3 separate regions of the Sus scrofa genome follow, and regions 2 and 3 are each linked to region 1. The links are chromatin contacts, called in public Hi-C maps. All regions are on one chromosome and are shown on one strand. The core of a region is the stretch at or near the end of the contact, and the rest is flanking DNA. Distances in the headings are between cores, read along the strand shown. Region 1 holds the start of MEX3A (RNA-binding protein MEX3A). Region 2 holds the start of SSR2 (translocon-associated protein subunit beta). Region 3 holds the start of SEMA4A (semaphorin-4A).

Region 1 (5,008 bases), core at 1,232-3,731:
CTCAAGAACCTGACTGCTCAAGGTGCCCACCCCGCAGCTCTGGCAGGCCCTGCTGTGAGGGTACACACCTCACACCATCTGCAGGCACACGCCTCTGTATACACACCTATGCCCCAGACCTAAGTGCACTCACAGGTACATCCTGCCCCGCAGGTGCCATGTTCACCTTTGCCTCTCTCACCTTGGATACTTGGAATCAGTGGGACCCTGAGGGTGGACAGGGCCCATGATGCATAAACACTCCCAGGGGGTGGATGCATCCTTGTTGGATCAGTGAGGGGCATCCACCAGGGACTGCCCCTTCCTCTATCCCACCTCTTAGTCTACCCCTTCCCATTGGGCAGCTGTCCCCTCCCCACTCGAGCACACTTGTTTCTGTCTTTTGTTTTCCTCCCTGGCCAAATCCCCAAGGTTTCTTTGGTCATTAACCTCCTGCTTTAATTAGCTTAGTGGGGAGGAAAGTGGAAGCAGGGCAAATTCAGAGGTGGGTGTCTGGGGGGAATCTCATTTCGGTGGGGACAGGCTCAGACCAGCTGGTGACAAAAATGCCTGGCACACAATCCCACGCAACTGTTTGCTATTTCTATTCATGTGAAAAACAGTCACCTGGTCCACAGAGTAGGACTCTTTCTCCAGAGTAGGAGCCCCCTGGCTCCCAGTACACAGTTACCCCAATCAGGTTCCTGGGGCAGAAGGAGAGGGGAACAGCCCACTCCCATAGGGCCTTGTCTCTCCAATTCTTCCTCTCCCACTCTTGCTTAGAGTCGGGAGCGCCCAATCCCACAAGGTTAAGTTAAATCCTTGAGCCAGAAGATACCCCTCCCCAAACCCCGAGCCTTCCAGGCTTTCTCAGTCATGGCTCCCCTGCCCTGGATCTCCTGCTGGGCAAAGAGAATCGAGAGCCCCCCCAGAGTGTGCCAACACCCACCCGCTTCTGAGATCCTTCACCCTGGCTCCCGCCCTTCCACTGGTGTGCAGATTTACTCTTTGTGAGAATCAGTTTAGGGAACTGGGCTTTGCAGCAGCTCAGCCCTCATGGCCTCACAGTGCCTGGTCTGTGAGGTCATCTCCTCTGTTCCTCTGCCTCCAAAGAGGACTTTACCTCACAAACTAGTTCGGATTTTTGGGTTCAAAGGCACTCCAGGAAAGGGCACCCTTCCATGGCTGCTCACCCACACATTCTTATAAAATTCTTTTGGGAAGTTCTTAAAAGTCTGATCTCAAGCCCTCAAGTTGCAGTGCCATCCTTTCTCCTACTGGGAAAGACCCAGGCATAAAGAGAGTGACAAAAGAAATGCCAAAGCTATGGGGTGAGGGGAGAAGAAAAGATTGCTTTACACTCCAACTTCCACAAGCTCCCCTAAAAGTCCCCAGCTGTCCAATTCGTGCCTTAAATACTGATTTTTTACTTTCACCAAATTTCCAGAGTCACAAGGTATTATTCAATGGGAGAAAGATGGGTGAGGCAAAGCAGAATGACGGTTAAGGCTAAAGAACAGATCGCCCCCAAGCTGTATGCACGGCCCAGGTCTGAGGAAGCCCGGGTCTCCATTCCATCGGGTCTCTCTTTCCTCCTCCTGTCGCACCCAAAGCTCCCGGCTCTCCCTAAACTGTTAAGTCACATCACGTCTTTCAGACTTCCCTTGCTTCCCCATTCTCGGTCCCCTACTTCTCTCCTCTCTTTCCACCCCTTCGTCCTCCTCACCTCAACACTCCAGAGCCCTCCCGGTTCCCTCTACAGATCAGAAGGAAGTGAACTAACTCACCTCCCAGTCGGTGCCTCTCAGATCTCCGAGACTGGGGGGCAGGAGGGGATGAGGGAGGATGGCTTGCCGCTTGGGGATGAGGGGACCCCGTCTTTTGCCAGGGGGTCCCACCCTCCAACCCGGCACCCCATCCCGGCTCCCAGAGCGCGCAGGACCAAGCTCTCCCCGCATCGCGGCTGCGGGCTTTGTCTGCTCTGCGGAGAACCTCTCCCCGCGGCCGGGAGCCGGGATATACTCTGGGAGAGCGGGAGGGGGGAGCGGAGAGCTGAGAGGGAGCGCGACAGGGAGGGGGAAGAGGGGAGAGAGCGAGAGAGCGAGAGAAAGCCGCAGTGACCCAGCCGGGACCGCTCCCCGCCCTCTCGCCCCCCCTCATTATCATAAGAAAGAAGGACCTGAGACTGGCCCGGATCGGGAAGGAGCCCGTCTTGGGAGGGGGGACACACTCCATTAGCCTTTTTTCGACCCGAACCGTTTCTGTACACTGACTCCTCTCCCGGTGCCCGCCCCTCGGAAAAATGAGGGACCTCGACTTCCATCCCACCCTCAGCTTCGCCTCTGAGCCGCGGGTAAAGACCGAAGGCACATCCCTATCCTCCTCGGGTCAGGGAATTCGTCCCCTCGCCCCCAAGGGCGGGAAACTACAACTCCCGGCATGCCCCGGGCGCCCCCGGCGCGCCCCCCTCCCGTCAGTTCCATGCTGCTCCATCCAGTTCATTTAAAACAAAAGAGTTTGAGCGCTGGAAGGGGCTGGGCTCTATTGGGGGCCACTGAGCGCCGCTCCTGGACTGGGGCTCGGTGCGGGAGCCTAAGGGGGGCGTCTGGACGGCGGGGTCTAGAGACTCCCGGGCCTGAGGCGGGAGGGGTGGGGGCAGAGATCCCGCAGCCCCCCGCCCCCCGTCACCCCCGGAGAAGAGAGGAGATCTGCTTTCTTGGTTTTGCTTCTCTTTCCCCCCACCCCCACCCCGGGGGCTGGGGCGAGGGGAGTCGGGTTACAGGGTGTTTGGGGAGGGGGGCTTAGGGGGAGGGTCTATCTTTCTATCTCGCTTTCTTCCCCCCTCCCCAGTTCTTTGTTCCCCCTCCCCACACACCCCCCTCCTCTCCTCTCCCCTCCCCTCCTCTCTCCTCTTTTCCCTTCCACCACCTCTCTCTCTCTCCCTCTCTCTCTCTCCCCCAGCTTTTGTTTCGCCATGCCTAGTCTAGTGGTATCTGGAATAATGGAAAGAAATGGGGGCTTTGGAGAACTAGGATGTTTCGGGGGAAGCGCTAAGGACCGAGGGCTGCTGGAAGACGAGCGCGCCCTTCAGCTGGCTCTCGATCAACTCTGCCTCCTGGGTTTGGGGGAGCCCCCCGCCCCCACGGCGGGCGAGGACGGGGGAGGTGGGGGGGGCGGCGCCCCCGCGCAGCCGGCCGCCCCCCCGCAGCCGGCCCAGCCGCCGCCGCCCGCGGCGCCCCCGGCCGCCCCGACAGCGGCCCCCGCGGCGCAGACGCCCCAGCCCCCCACCGCCCCCAAAGGGGCCAGCGACGCCAAGCTCTGCGCTCTCTACAAAGAGGCCGAGCTGCGCCTGAAGGGCAGCAGCAACACCACCGAGTGTGTACCCGTGCCCACCTCCGAGCACGTGGCCGAGATCGTGGGCAGGCAAGGTAAGCGGGCGCCGGGACCGTGGAGAGAGACTGGAGTGGGGGGCACCCCATCCCTAGCACGGAAAGTTCATTTCCTCCCTCCTTGCCCGCCTCTGGCTTGGTCTCTTCCCCACAAAGGGGGACCCGCCCCCTACCCTGATTTCCAAGTGCCACAAAGTTCCCGGCTACCCCCCAGTTGGGACTGTTCTCCAGATCCTTCCTCCCCTCAGGGCTGTGCCCTTAGACAAAGAAATATCCTCCGGTGGAGAGAGGGAAAAGGGAGGGGGATTGGTCTTCCAATCCGGGGAGGCTGTCCGGAGGGGGTGTCCACTCCTAGCCGGAAAAACTGGCAGAATGTGCAAAGAGTTACTCCGAGGCCCCTACTCCGGCATCTGCTAGTGGGTTGGGGAGGGGGCACCCCTGGGACCCCCAGCCGCCTGGAGTTACAGACTTTGGGGGAGACCTGGCCCGGGAAGCCAGACTGAGTATCTGTCTCTTTGTTGGGCTGAGTGTAGGAATGGAAGGGGGTGTGGCTCATGGGAGGGTCCCAGCCTGGGGGTGAGGTGGGGAAGGGGGACTGCTGGGAGGAGGGAGTCCTGTGGTCACCCACACACCAAAGTTGAATGGTCTGTGGGGTTTCGGAAGGGGTGCTTGCAACGAAGTGCCACGTCCTGGTGTGGACCTCTCCTCCTCCCTCTCAGGCTTTTGTTCTGGGCTGGCCACAGCGAGGGGCCAGAGGCCTGAAGAGGGGTCTCTGGTAGTGAGAGAGTAGGACTGGGCGGGATGGGGCATCCCAGGGGATAAGAAACCTTCAGCCGGAGATTTGGTGGAGGGCATGTGTCTGGGTGTGTTGTTGGGGTGGTGGTGGTGGTGGTGGGTGTAGAATTAATCCAGTGTAGTATGTCTGATACCACACCCTCCTCCATTCCAGCATCCCTGGGCGGGTGGGGGTGGGAGTGTTGGTGAGGGTCCAGACTGAGCAGACGGGGATCGTGGGGACCCTTCCCTCTCCTGGTTTCCCAAAGGGGGGTGGGGGGGCGGGATTTGGAAATTGCTAGGGGGCTGGGCTGGGGAGGTGTGGGGTGGGGGAGGAGCAGGGGAGGAGCTGTCCCACAGTGGGGAACAATAGAGGAGCTGCATTCCGGCTGGGAGTGAGGGAGGAGGCCAGCTCCTGGCAGGGGAAGAGGGGAGGCTAGCCAGGGGGGCCCCTACTCCATATCCCACCTCGTCCACCCGGAGTATGGGGGGTTGGGGGGATTTTGCGGGGAGATCCTGAATGGAGGAGGGGAAGATGCCACTCCCCGGCACAGCCCTCATCCCCCTGGGGCACTCCATCTCTTGAGGTTTCTGGTTTTAAAAGTTGGATTTCCTCTTGTTACCAGAAACTAGGGACCCAGAGCCATGGAATTGGGTGGGGACACTGATATCTTTTCTCGGTGCGGGGGTGGTCTTGGGAGGCCCCGGAATTTCATGGAGTCATTCTTTCCTCTTCTGCCTCCGCATCAGATGGGCCTGCCTCTCATAAAAGTAGGGGAATCTCTCCTCTTCAGAGAAGATAAGCCTCCCCCCTCATTCCTTAAGTAATTGGAAGTCCTTTCTCTTGTCTGACCTCCCTCCTCCTG
Region 2 (5,008 bases), core at 1,694-4,193, 61 kb after region 1:
AGCAAATTAGAAGCACCTCTGAAGAAAACGGTTGGGGTGTCCCTGCATCATTAGAGATTTAAGTTCTTGCTACCTAATGGAAAAGGTGCTGAAGGCAGAAATTGGGTTTGAATGTAGAAAAGTAAGGAAGTCAACATTTTTTGGACATATAAGTTCGCATCCTAACATTTGTAACCACTATTCCAATACTGTTTGATTTTTTTAAAAATGAGAATATCAGGAGTTCCCATCGTGGCACAGTGGTTAACGAATCCGACTAGGAACCATGAGGTTGAGGGTTCGAACCTTGGCCTTGCTCAGTGGATTAAGGATCCGGCGTTGCTGTGAGCTGTGGTGTAGGTTGCAGGCGAGGCTCAGATCCCACTTTGCTGTGGCTCTGGCACAGGCTGGCGGCTACAGCTCCGGTTCGACCCCTAGCCTGGGAACCTCCATATGCCGTGGGAACGGCCCAAGAAATGGCAAAAAGACTCCCCCCCCCAAAAAAAAGAGAGAGAGAGAATATCAGCATTTCTTTTCTTCCTTTTTTCAGGTGCACAGCACCTGAGGCATATGGAAGTTCCTGGGCTAGGGATTGAATCTAAGCCTCATCTGCAGCCTATGCCACAGCTTTGGCAATGTTAGATCCTTAATCTGCTGAGCTGGGCTGGGGATTGAACCAGCAAAGCCACAGAGACAAGCCGGATCATTAACCCACTGCATCACAGTGGGAACTCCTAAGTATGTATTATTTGTGTAAATTAAAAAAATTATATTTGTAGGAGTTCCCATCGTGGCACAGTGGAAACGAATCTGACTAGGAACTATGAGGTTGCGGATTCGATCCCTGGCCTTGCTCAGTGGGCTAAAGATCTGGCATTTCCATGGCTGTGGTGCAGGCCAGCAGCTGTAGCTCCAATTAGACCCCTAGCCTGGGAACCTCTATGTGGTGTGGGTGTGGCCCTAAAAAGCAAAAAAAAAAAAAGAAAAAAAATTGTTAAATTCCACTTCTATGGAGTACCTAGAGTAGTCAAATTCATAGAGACAGAAAATAGAATAACTGCCAGCGGCTTGGGACAGGAGAAAGGGGAGTTATTGCCTAATAGGTATATGGAGTTTCAGTTCAGGAAGATGAAAAAGTTCTGGGAAGGGGTGGGTGGTAGTGATGGCTGCACAATAATGTGAATGCACTTAATGTCACTGAACATTTACATTTAAAATGGTAAATTTCATGTTATGTGTATTTCGTGTTATGTATATTTGCCACAATAAAAAAAAGAATGTAAAAGAAAAAGGAAAAATGACTGTTGCAAAGTTACTGTAACAGCTTTGATTCTGGATGTTTCTCAAAAACAGACATGGTTCATATTCACTCCATTACCATTTACCGAGTGCACTTCCAGCTAACTTATGCCCATCTGAAGCCCCTAAATTTTGCAGCAAGACTATTTCTGGGTACCTGCCTAGCCACCAGCCTGAAAGCAGCTTGCCACTTCCTTCTCGGCCTGGTCACATACTCTCTTGGTGGCCCTCTTGTTGCAGATCCCAAAAGAGAGGTCAGTGGGCAGCTTGGGTTCTGCCTTAAAAACCACAAAACAGGACATGAAACCAGTGACACTGCCCTGGGGGCACAGAGTGCACCCTAGGTAGCCTTACCATTTCTGCATGCCTCTGGTCCTGGCACGCAGTTCCATGTTCATCTAACAAAGTTCTACTTCAGGAGTTCCCGTCGTGGCGCAGTGGTTAACGAATCCGACTAGGAACCATGAGGTTGCGGGTTCGGTCCCTGCCCTTGCTCAGTGGGTTAACGATCTGGCGTTGCCGTGAGCTGTGGTGTAGGTTGCAGACGCGGCTCGGATCCTGCGTTGCTGTGGCTCTGGCGTAGGCCGGTGGCTACAGCTCCGATTCAACCCCTAGCGTGGGAATCTCCATATGCCCCGGGAGTGGCCCAAAGAAATAGCAACAACAACAACAACAACAACAACAAAAAAAAGACAAAAAAAAAAAAAAAAAAGTTCTACTTCAATCTCTTGGTGGGGTTCCCTTGAAGATGGCAGGAAGAAGTTGTATTTTTTTGGAAGTCTTTCAATGGAAATATTTTCCTTAGCAATTGACTCTCAAATCTCTCCTCTAGTCAGAATAGATTCCAATAAGGAGACTGTAAATAGAGATGATGAAAATTCATCCAATCAGCAGGTGTTTCTTGAGCACCTCCTGTGCGTTCAGCATCACTGTAGGATCTCTGAATAAGTGTACACTAGAGAAATAGCACCTAATCATGAAGGTAGATTTTCCAGATCAGAAACAATCAGAAAAAAACCAAAAACCAAGCCGGAGTTCCCGTTGTGGCTCAGCGGTAATGAACTCGACTAGTGTCCATGAGGACTAGGGTTCAATCCTTGGCCTCACTCAGTGGGCTCAGTGGGTTAAGCTTCCACTGAGCTGTGATGCAGACAGCAGAGGCGGCTAGCCCGGGAACATCCATATGCCTCAGGAGAGGCCCTAAAAAAAAAAAAAAAAAATTAAAGAAAGGATCTACTTTTTTGGAACCTCAAAGGGCTTCTAAGGAAAGTTCAGGGCTTTCTAGGGTAGCTAGCTGGATATAGAAGATGAGTAAATTTTTCGCCTAGAAATACAGAGAATGGTGGTAGCCCGGAGAGCAACAGTTTTTCTCTAATTCCTAGCTCGATAGTACACTCGACATTGTAGACAGAAGATCCTAATCTCTACGTTTGCCAGTCCCACAAAGCACTTAATCAGGTGCTGGTCATCTACGGTACTGGAAAGCCAGCTTGAAAAGCCACTCTAGACGGCAGAATAATAAAAGCGTGAAAGAAAAGAAAGAAAAGCGTGAAGGAGCACAGACAAATCGATCACAGAGGCTGCAGCATCCCGGAGGCAGGCGCGCTCTACAAAGGAAAGGTGGGGCTTGTCTGAGAACTACAACTCCCAGAAGGCATCCAGCAGAGTACCAACGTTTCCGGCCAGAGCTCATTTCCGGTCTTTCGGGTGCTGACGCTCTCTTCCGGCCTTCGTGGCCCCCTGAAGGGTTTGTGGGGTGCGCACGGTGAGTCCTTTGATTCTGGGGGTGCCAAAGTTCGTGTCCACACAACACTCAGCGGCTGAGGGTTAGCTTTGGCAGGGCGGGGAGGGAATAGAGCACGCTGGCTGGAGGACGTGTAATCTTGGCAAGAGACGGAGGGGGGGCAGAACAGACTAAGCCCTCAGAGGGCCCCAGAAAGGGATGTGGAAGACGAGGACGAATGCGGTCCCGCGGGAAAAATGGACAGTAGGATACAGGGGCGTGAGGGAGGACCCCGCTAGCGCGCATTGGGATACCTGGGGTGCTGGTGGAGGAATAGCAGCCGGGGAAAGGCAACAGTCGTGAGGGATTCCTGTGTGAAGGAAAGCTAGAGGCTGCTACAGTTCCGAGATGGGCCGAAATGCGGCAGGCCAAGGAAACCTCTATTCTGGCCACATGGAGCTCTCTCAGAAGACCCCAGTAATTGGGGAGCACCCAGGACCCCTCGCAGTAATAGGTAGCAGATATGCCCTGGAGGTCTACAGATTTTCGAGGGCTGCAGGGTGGATTTGGTGGGAAGCTTGCGAATGGGACAGCTTTGGTAGCGTATACTCTGCTCTGTGAAAGTGGCCGCTGCTTTGATGAGCTCAAAAGATCTTTTGACGGACTTTGTAAGAAAGGACTGTCAGAAAGATTTTGGTGGTTTTACATGCTTGGATTGACTGCTCACTTGCTTTTTCCTCCAAAGATGAGGCTGCTGGCATTCGTGGTGTTGACTCTCTTTGCTGTCACTCAAGCAGAAGAAGGAGCCAGGCTTTTGGCCTCCAAATCACTGCTGAACAGATATGCTGTGGAGGGGCGAGACTTGACCTTACAGTACAACATCTACAATGTTGGCTCAAGGTAAGGAGGCCCTGAAGCTATAGGTTGGGCCCTTTTAAGCTTCTCAGGTATCTTGACTGGGAACAGGGATCAGTAATGATTTATCTTTGGGAGGACTCCAGCAACAGGTATAGTGTGTAAATGAATTCACTGCTGGATGACTTTTGGAGGAGGATATTCTTACCTAAGCTACAGGAAACCATCCTCCAATTTTGTGAGTTGCTAGAGTCTCATAGTGGAGAAGAAGAAAGAATTGTGTGAAATAGGGAGAGAAGGATGAAAAGGCAGAAAAGAGGAGTTCCCCATGTGGCTCAGCAGAAACGAATCTGACTAGGATCCATGAGGATGCAAGTTCAATCCCTGGCCTCGATCAGTGGGTTAAGGGATCTGGCGTTGCTGTGAGCTCAGGTTTAGGTTGCAGACTCAGCTCAGAGCCCTCATTCCTGTGGCTGTGGTGTGGGTGGTAGCTGTAGTTCCAATTCGACCCCTAGCCTGGGAACTTCTACATGCCGTGGGTGCAGCCCTAAAAAAGCAAAAAAAAAAAAAAAAAAAAAAAAAGAAAGAAAGAAAAAAAGGCAAAAAACACATGATCCTTTGTTACCTCAAAGGTTTCTTTCAGCTCCCTTCCTTCCTTTTTTTTTTTGATCTCTGCATACTTCTTTATTAGCAAAGAGACTAATTATTCAGACTAGAGATAGAGACTGCAGAGGAAAAATAACTTGATCCTGCAATTCTAGAACAAACTGCATAGTATGGGAGTCTTAAGTTTTCACAGAATAGGGGAAAAAAAGAGAAAAATCATTTAGAACAGTCTTTCCCAAAATTTCAGTCATGTTCTTGGGGGAGGGGGTTACAAGTTTTCTGTGGTAACATTTAAATCTAAACCAATTAATACACACTTGTTCAGGATGCCCTGGGAGACCGTCTTACATGGCAGAGGGTTACCGTATGATCGCCACGTCTGCTCTCATACCTCTGATTTCTGGGGCACCAAGTGAAGACCAGGTGTGCTTCACTTTTCATGTGGCATCTCTCATTGGGTGCTCAGACCCTTCACACCATTGTTAAACATTTCCTATGAGATCTGTGAGTTGTCGTGGTTCAGGACACTCGTTCATAGCAGGGATT
Region 3 (5,008 bases), core at 1,567-4,066, 57 kb before region 1:
CACCATGACAACCACATCTCTAAGTGGGAGGGACTAGAATCTCCCCACATTCTTCCTCCTCCTACCCGTGTCCCCCTGCGCCCCACCTTCTGCGGCTCCTGGATCCACATGTGTGGAGGAAGCAGGGCTCCGGATGTGGGGGGAGCCAGGAGGGGCCACACTGGCCCCTGGGGGTCCTTGTTCAGCTTCAGCTCACTGTCAGGCAGGAACCACAGTGCAAATGTCCCGCAGCTGGGTTCAGGGGGTCAGTTGGGGCCAGTTCTCCTTTATAGTCAGTTTCTCTGGGTTTCCCCTCTTCTCTCAGGAACTGTATGTCTGTAATGGGGTCACACCTGAATGCTAGCCAGCCTGACCCCAGACAAATTGAGTTTGCCAAAGAGGATGCAAATGAATACTTATCTATGCAAATAAGCCAAGAGACAGGGTCTCTGTCAAGAAGCGTAAGAAGCCCCCTTCTATTGATAGCATCCTGGCTTGCAAGGCAAGGGTTCTACTGCCAGGTTCAGGTTTTGCCATTTCTTCCTAAACCACCTTACCAAGAAGATGGCTCCTCCAGAAGTCTTTTTTGGCTACCCCCTGAGACCTATTAGAAGAAGATTTGTGCTATAAGAGGAGGGAACGAGGGCAGACTTCAGAGAGGATTTGCTAGAGGTCCAGACCAGATAGGGATAAAAAAGAGATGTTCCCATCATGGCTCAGTGGTAATGAACCCAACTAGCATCCATGAAGAATGTAGGTTCAGTCCCTGGCCTCGCTCAGTGAGTTAAGGATCTGGCATTGCCATGAGCTGTGGTGTAGGTGGCAGACGCAGCTCGGATCCTGCGTTGCTGTGGCTCTGGCAGAGGCCGGTGGCTACAGCTACAATTAGACCCCTAGCCTGGGAACCTCCATGTGCCGTGGGTGTGGCCCTTTAAAAAAAAAGACAAGACTGGGCTGGATTCTCTCCCATCTGTGAGGCAAGCAGGGTCTGGGTGGAAGAGTTGGGAGCTGGGCCTGGTGTCCTCTGCCAGCCCTGATTCTGGACTGCTATTTACCAGAGTTCCCTCCTGTCCCCACTGGGCTTCAGCTTCTCTGTTGGTAAAATGAAAAGTTGAAAAATCCCCTTCCAGGTTGGCTCGTCTCAGCCTGTGGGAAGACTATGAAAAAGGTACCAGGGGCTGGGGAACAAGAGCCCTGGATCCCAGGCCTGGATACCTATAACTTGCTGTGTGATCCTAGGCAGGGCACTTGCCCTCTCTGATTCACATAGGTAAAATTGTGGTTTTCCAGCCCACCTGAGCTTGGCTCATCTCTAGACTTAGTATTTTTAGGAAGAAGGAAGTGAGTGTGCTGTTGCAGGCCCAGGGCAGAGGGTTTTACAGGCCAAGCCTGCTTCCCCTTTAGGTCTGGGTTGGGGCAATGGGTGAGCATTTCTGTCTGGGGCAGGGCAAGAAGGACATGGGCTGAAAGCAGAAGTGGACTCTGAGCAGAACTGCTATCACATTCCCACCACTTCCTGACACGCCATCCTCTGTGCCCTCAGCTCCGAGGCCTTGGGGACTAGTGTGCCTACTTCAGGCTCTTCTCCCTCAGGACTGGGACCCATGGCAGGAGGGGAAGGGCTGACTTGCAATCAGGTGGCAGGGACACTGAACTAGGACTGTAACAGGAAGTTGGACTGCAGAAAGCCTTTACACCTGGGGTGGGGGGGGTCCTTGGGTCCCTGCCCCGAGTCCCTTCCCCTTTAGGGGAACTGGGCCCAGTCCTGCCACAGAGTGGCAGAACTAGAACAGGCTACATTTGCAAAATAAACCAGGGGAGTAGAGTAGAGGAGTCTACAGGCCCCCGGGCTCCACTTCATTCCAGGTTACCCAGCTGGGCTTTTGGGAGCCTCTCCTGGCTCTGATATGTGGAAATCAAAATATCCAGGAAAGAAGTTCCCGTTGTGGCACAGCAGAAACGAATCCAGAAACACGGTTTCAATCCCTGGCCTCGCTCAGTGGGTTAAGGATCCTGTGTTGCCATGAGCTGTGGGGTAGGTCGTGGATGCGGCTCAGATCCCGTGTTGCTGTGGCTGTGGTGTAGGCCAGCAGCTGCAGCTCCGATGATTTGACACCTAGTGTGGGAACTTCCATATGTCTCGGGTGCAGTCCTAAAAACAAACAAACAAACAAAAAGCAAAAACTTCCAGTAAAGAGCTAAGTTGTCTTGTTGAGGGGGGCAGGGACTTAGACCCGGGTGCTGGCCAAGGCTGTAGTTACAAAGTTGCTGGGGTGAGCTGGACACCCAAGTTCCCATGTCTAGTTGTCTGGGGTAGAGAAGGACAGAGAACCTTTCTGCAGCCTAACCTCTATTTCTCCTGCCATGACCCACACAACTCCATTTCCTCTGGTTTGCTCAGCCTCAGTTTCCCCATCTGTGGAAGACAAGGGGTCAGGATCCTATGTCTTTAATTTCAGGAGACGCAGGGGGGTGGTTGAATGGAGGTTAGCAAATGAAGGTCCCAGAAAAATACGAAGGGGGAGTGGAGGGTGAGGAGACCCAGGCATCCTGCCCTCTAGTCACTGTCCCCCAAGATCCTTAGGGCTGCCCTACCCGCTAGTCTGAGGCCCAAGCATCCTCCCAGAGGGCTCCCTACGTTATCCACTGGAGTTGGCACACAGATAGTTCATGTCCACAGCGCTAGGAAACTGGCCTCCCGCCTCCCCTCCACCCCACCCTGGGGACCGAGGTCCCCCTTCCCCACCCCTTTCAAGCCTTACCCCCAGCCCAGCAGTGGAGACCCTAACCCAGGCGTCCAAGGCTTCCAGCAGAGTCTGTACCGGGCAAGGGGCGGAGCAGAGGCGGGCAGGGCAGGGGGAGGGGGTGGGGGCCCTGCCAGCCCCCTCTGGTGCCCCAGTTCCCAGGCAGCTCTTAAAGGGACCAAGGAGAATTAGCCAGGGGCGGCTTAAGGGGGTAGAGGTAGAGAAAAGTGGGTGGCAGGGAGAGGATTAAGTCTGCCAGGGACAGGAAGGCCAGAGTGGGGGGTCCTGACACATCCTCTAGTCTTCTGGAAACCTCTAGACTCCTCAGTCTAGCCTGTCCCATGCGACACCCATCTTGACCACCCAGCCTATGATTACCACCCCCTCGAATCCTGGCCCCTATTCCTCTTGGGCCCTTGCCCACTTCCTCCCCTCCTCCGCCATATTCGTGTCACCTCAGTCTCCGGTGAGAGCTGCCAGCTGGCACTGACTGGTACTAAGCACGGAGAATCAGCCCAAGGATTGTAAGGGCCTGAGGCCCCGGGGGGGTGGGGGGGGAGCCAGCACCTCAAGGTCAATCTAGGGGGTGGAGGGTGGGGGCAGGTGGCACCTTCCTCTCCCAGCGGCCTCTCCATGTCTTCATCTGCTGCCCCTCTGGGTAGGAGCACTGAGACACCCGGGAGGCTGAGTGACAAAGGGTCCCTGCTCAGCCCCTCCCTCTCCCATCCCTGAGAGGCTATAGAAAAGGAAAATGACTTATCCAGTTACTTCTGGCCATGGAGGGGCAGGGGCAGCTGAGAGATATACACATATAAGGAGAGGGAAAAAGAAGTGGAAATGAAAGATAGCCGTGAGCAAGCGTGAAACCTCAGTTCTCATATCACTCAGCCTCAGACCAAAAATCCCCCCTGGCTCCCTCATGCCCATGGAATTTTTTTTTTTTTTGCCTTTTGTCTTTTTAGGGCCAAACCCACAGCATATGGAGGTTCCCAGGCTAGAAGTCCAATCGGAGCTGTAGCAACTGGCCTATACCACAGCTCATGGCAACACTGGATCTTTAACCCACTGAGCGAGGCCAGGGATCGAACCCACAATCCTCATGGATACTAGTTGGATTTGTTACCACTAAGCCACAGTGGGAACTCCCTATTTTATTAAATTTAGTCAGAGAAGGCTTTACTGGCTGGTGACATTTGAATAGAGACCTGAAACAAGCAGATATGTGATAGGAAACGTGGTCCAGGCAGAGGAAAACATTAGTGTAAATGTCCTGAGGCAGGTGTGTGCTTGGTGTGTTCTAGGAATTACCTGGGCAGTCACTGCAGCTTGAGTGGAGTGAGCATGAGGGAGAAGAGTGAGAAACCAGGTGGGGGTCATCTTGCCTGGCTTTGCATGCCGTTTTGAGGACTTTGGCTTTTGTACTGAGTGCTTTGGGAAAGTTCTTGAGCAGAGGAATGACCTATTAAAGGACCACTTCGCTGCTGTTTGGAGAATTAAGCATATGGAGCAAGGTCAGGAGACCAGTTCGAAAACTAATGCCACAACCCAGCCAAGAGATGGTGATGATGGTGAAAATGGATGGATCCCAGATATATCTTTTTTTTTTTTTTTGTCTTTTTTTTTTTTGTCTTTTTTGTCTTTTTGTCTTTTCTAGGGCTGCTCCTGTGGCATATGGAGGTTCCCAGGCTAGGGTCTAATTGGAGCTGTAGCCACCGGCCTCCGCCAGAGCCACAGCAACGCCAGATCCTTAACTCACTAAGCAAGGCCAGGGATTGAACCCTCAACCCCATGGTTCCTAGTTGGATTCGTTTACCACTGTGCCACGATGGGAACTCCCCAGATATATCTTAAAGATGGAGCTGACAGGATTTTTTTTTTTAGGGCCACACCCGTGGCATATGGAGGTCCCCAGGCTAGGGGTCGAATCAGAGCTGTAGCTGCAGGCCTACACCACAGCCACAGCAACACAGGATCCAAGCCACATTTGCAACCTACACCACAGCTCATGGCAACACCAGATCCTTAACCCACTGAGCGAGGCCAGGGACTGAACCTGCATCCTCATGGATCCTAGTCGGGTTCACTAACCACTGAGCCACAAAGGGAACTCTGACAGGATTTGTTAGTGGACTGAACAAGGGGTATGAAAGGACAAGAGGAATTAAGGATGAACTCCAGGGTTTTTGGCCTAAACAACTGGAAAGAAGGGTAGTCATCGGCTGAGATGGAGAAGAATCTAGGCAGAGCAGATTTGCAGGGAGGGTAGGGGTGGAAATCAGGATATC

Evidence for each region. A called contact is a pair of places that touch in the nucleus more often than the background predicts.
Region 2: a Hi-C map of liver shows a contact between it and region 1, with 5 times the contacts expected there. The contact joins the promoter of SSR2 here to the promoter of MEX3A in region 1. A contact is called at or near these places in 2 of 47 Hi-C or Micro-C datasets (embryonic fibroblasts and liver) and 1 of 2 datasets of contacts at active chromatin or transcription factors (alveolar macrophages).
Region 3: a contact with region 1 is called in a Hi-C map of embryonic fibroblasts, with 3 times the contacts expected there. The contact joins the promoter of SEMA4A here to the promoter of MEX3A in region 1. A contact is called at or near these places in 3 of 5 promoter capture datasets (fetal liver, fetal skeletal muscle and liver), 32 of 47 Hi-C or Micro-C datasets (adipocytes, adipose tissue, alveolar macrophages and 17 more) and 2 of 2 datasets of contacts at active chromatin or transcription factors (alveolar macrophages and skeletal muscle).

What each region holds. Positions count from the first base shown.
Region 1 is chr4:93,947,395-93,952,402 of Sscrofa11.1, forward strand. MEX3A (RNA-binding protein MEX3A) reads left to right here and starts at 2,482. Exons shown (of 2, transcript XM_021089689.1): 1 at 2,482-3,407. The coding sequence starts at 2,954.
Region 2 is chr4:94,007,781-94,012,788 of Sscrofa11.1, forward strand. SSR2 (translocon-associated protein subunit beta) reads left to right here and starts at 2,944. Exons shown (of 6, transcript XM_001928470.5): 1 at 2,944-3,043; 2 at 3,747-3,901. The coding sequence starts at 3,747.
Region 3 is chr4:93,890,179-93,895,186 of Sscrofa11.1, forward strand. SEMA4A (semaphorin-4A) reads right to left here and starts at 2,817. Exons shown (of 15, transcript XM_021089686.1): 1 at 2,742-2,817.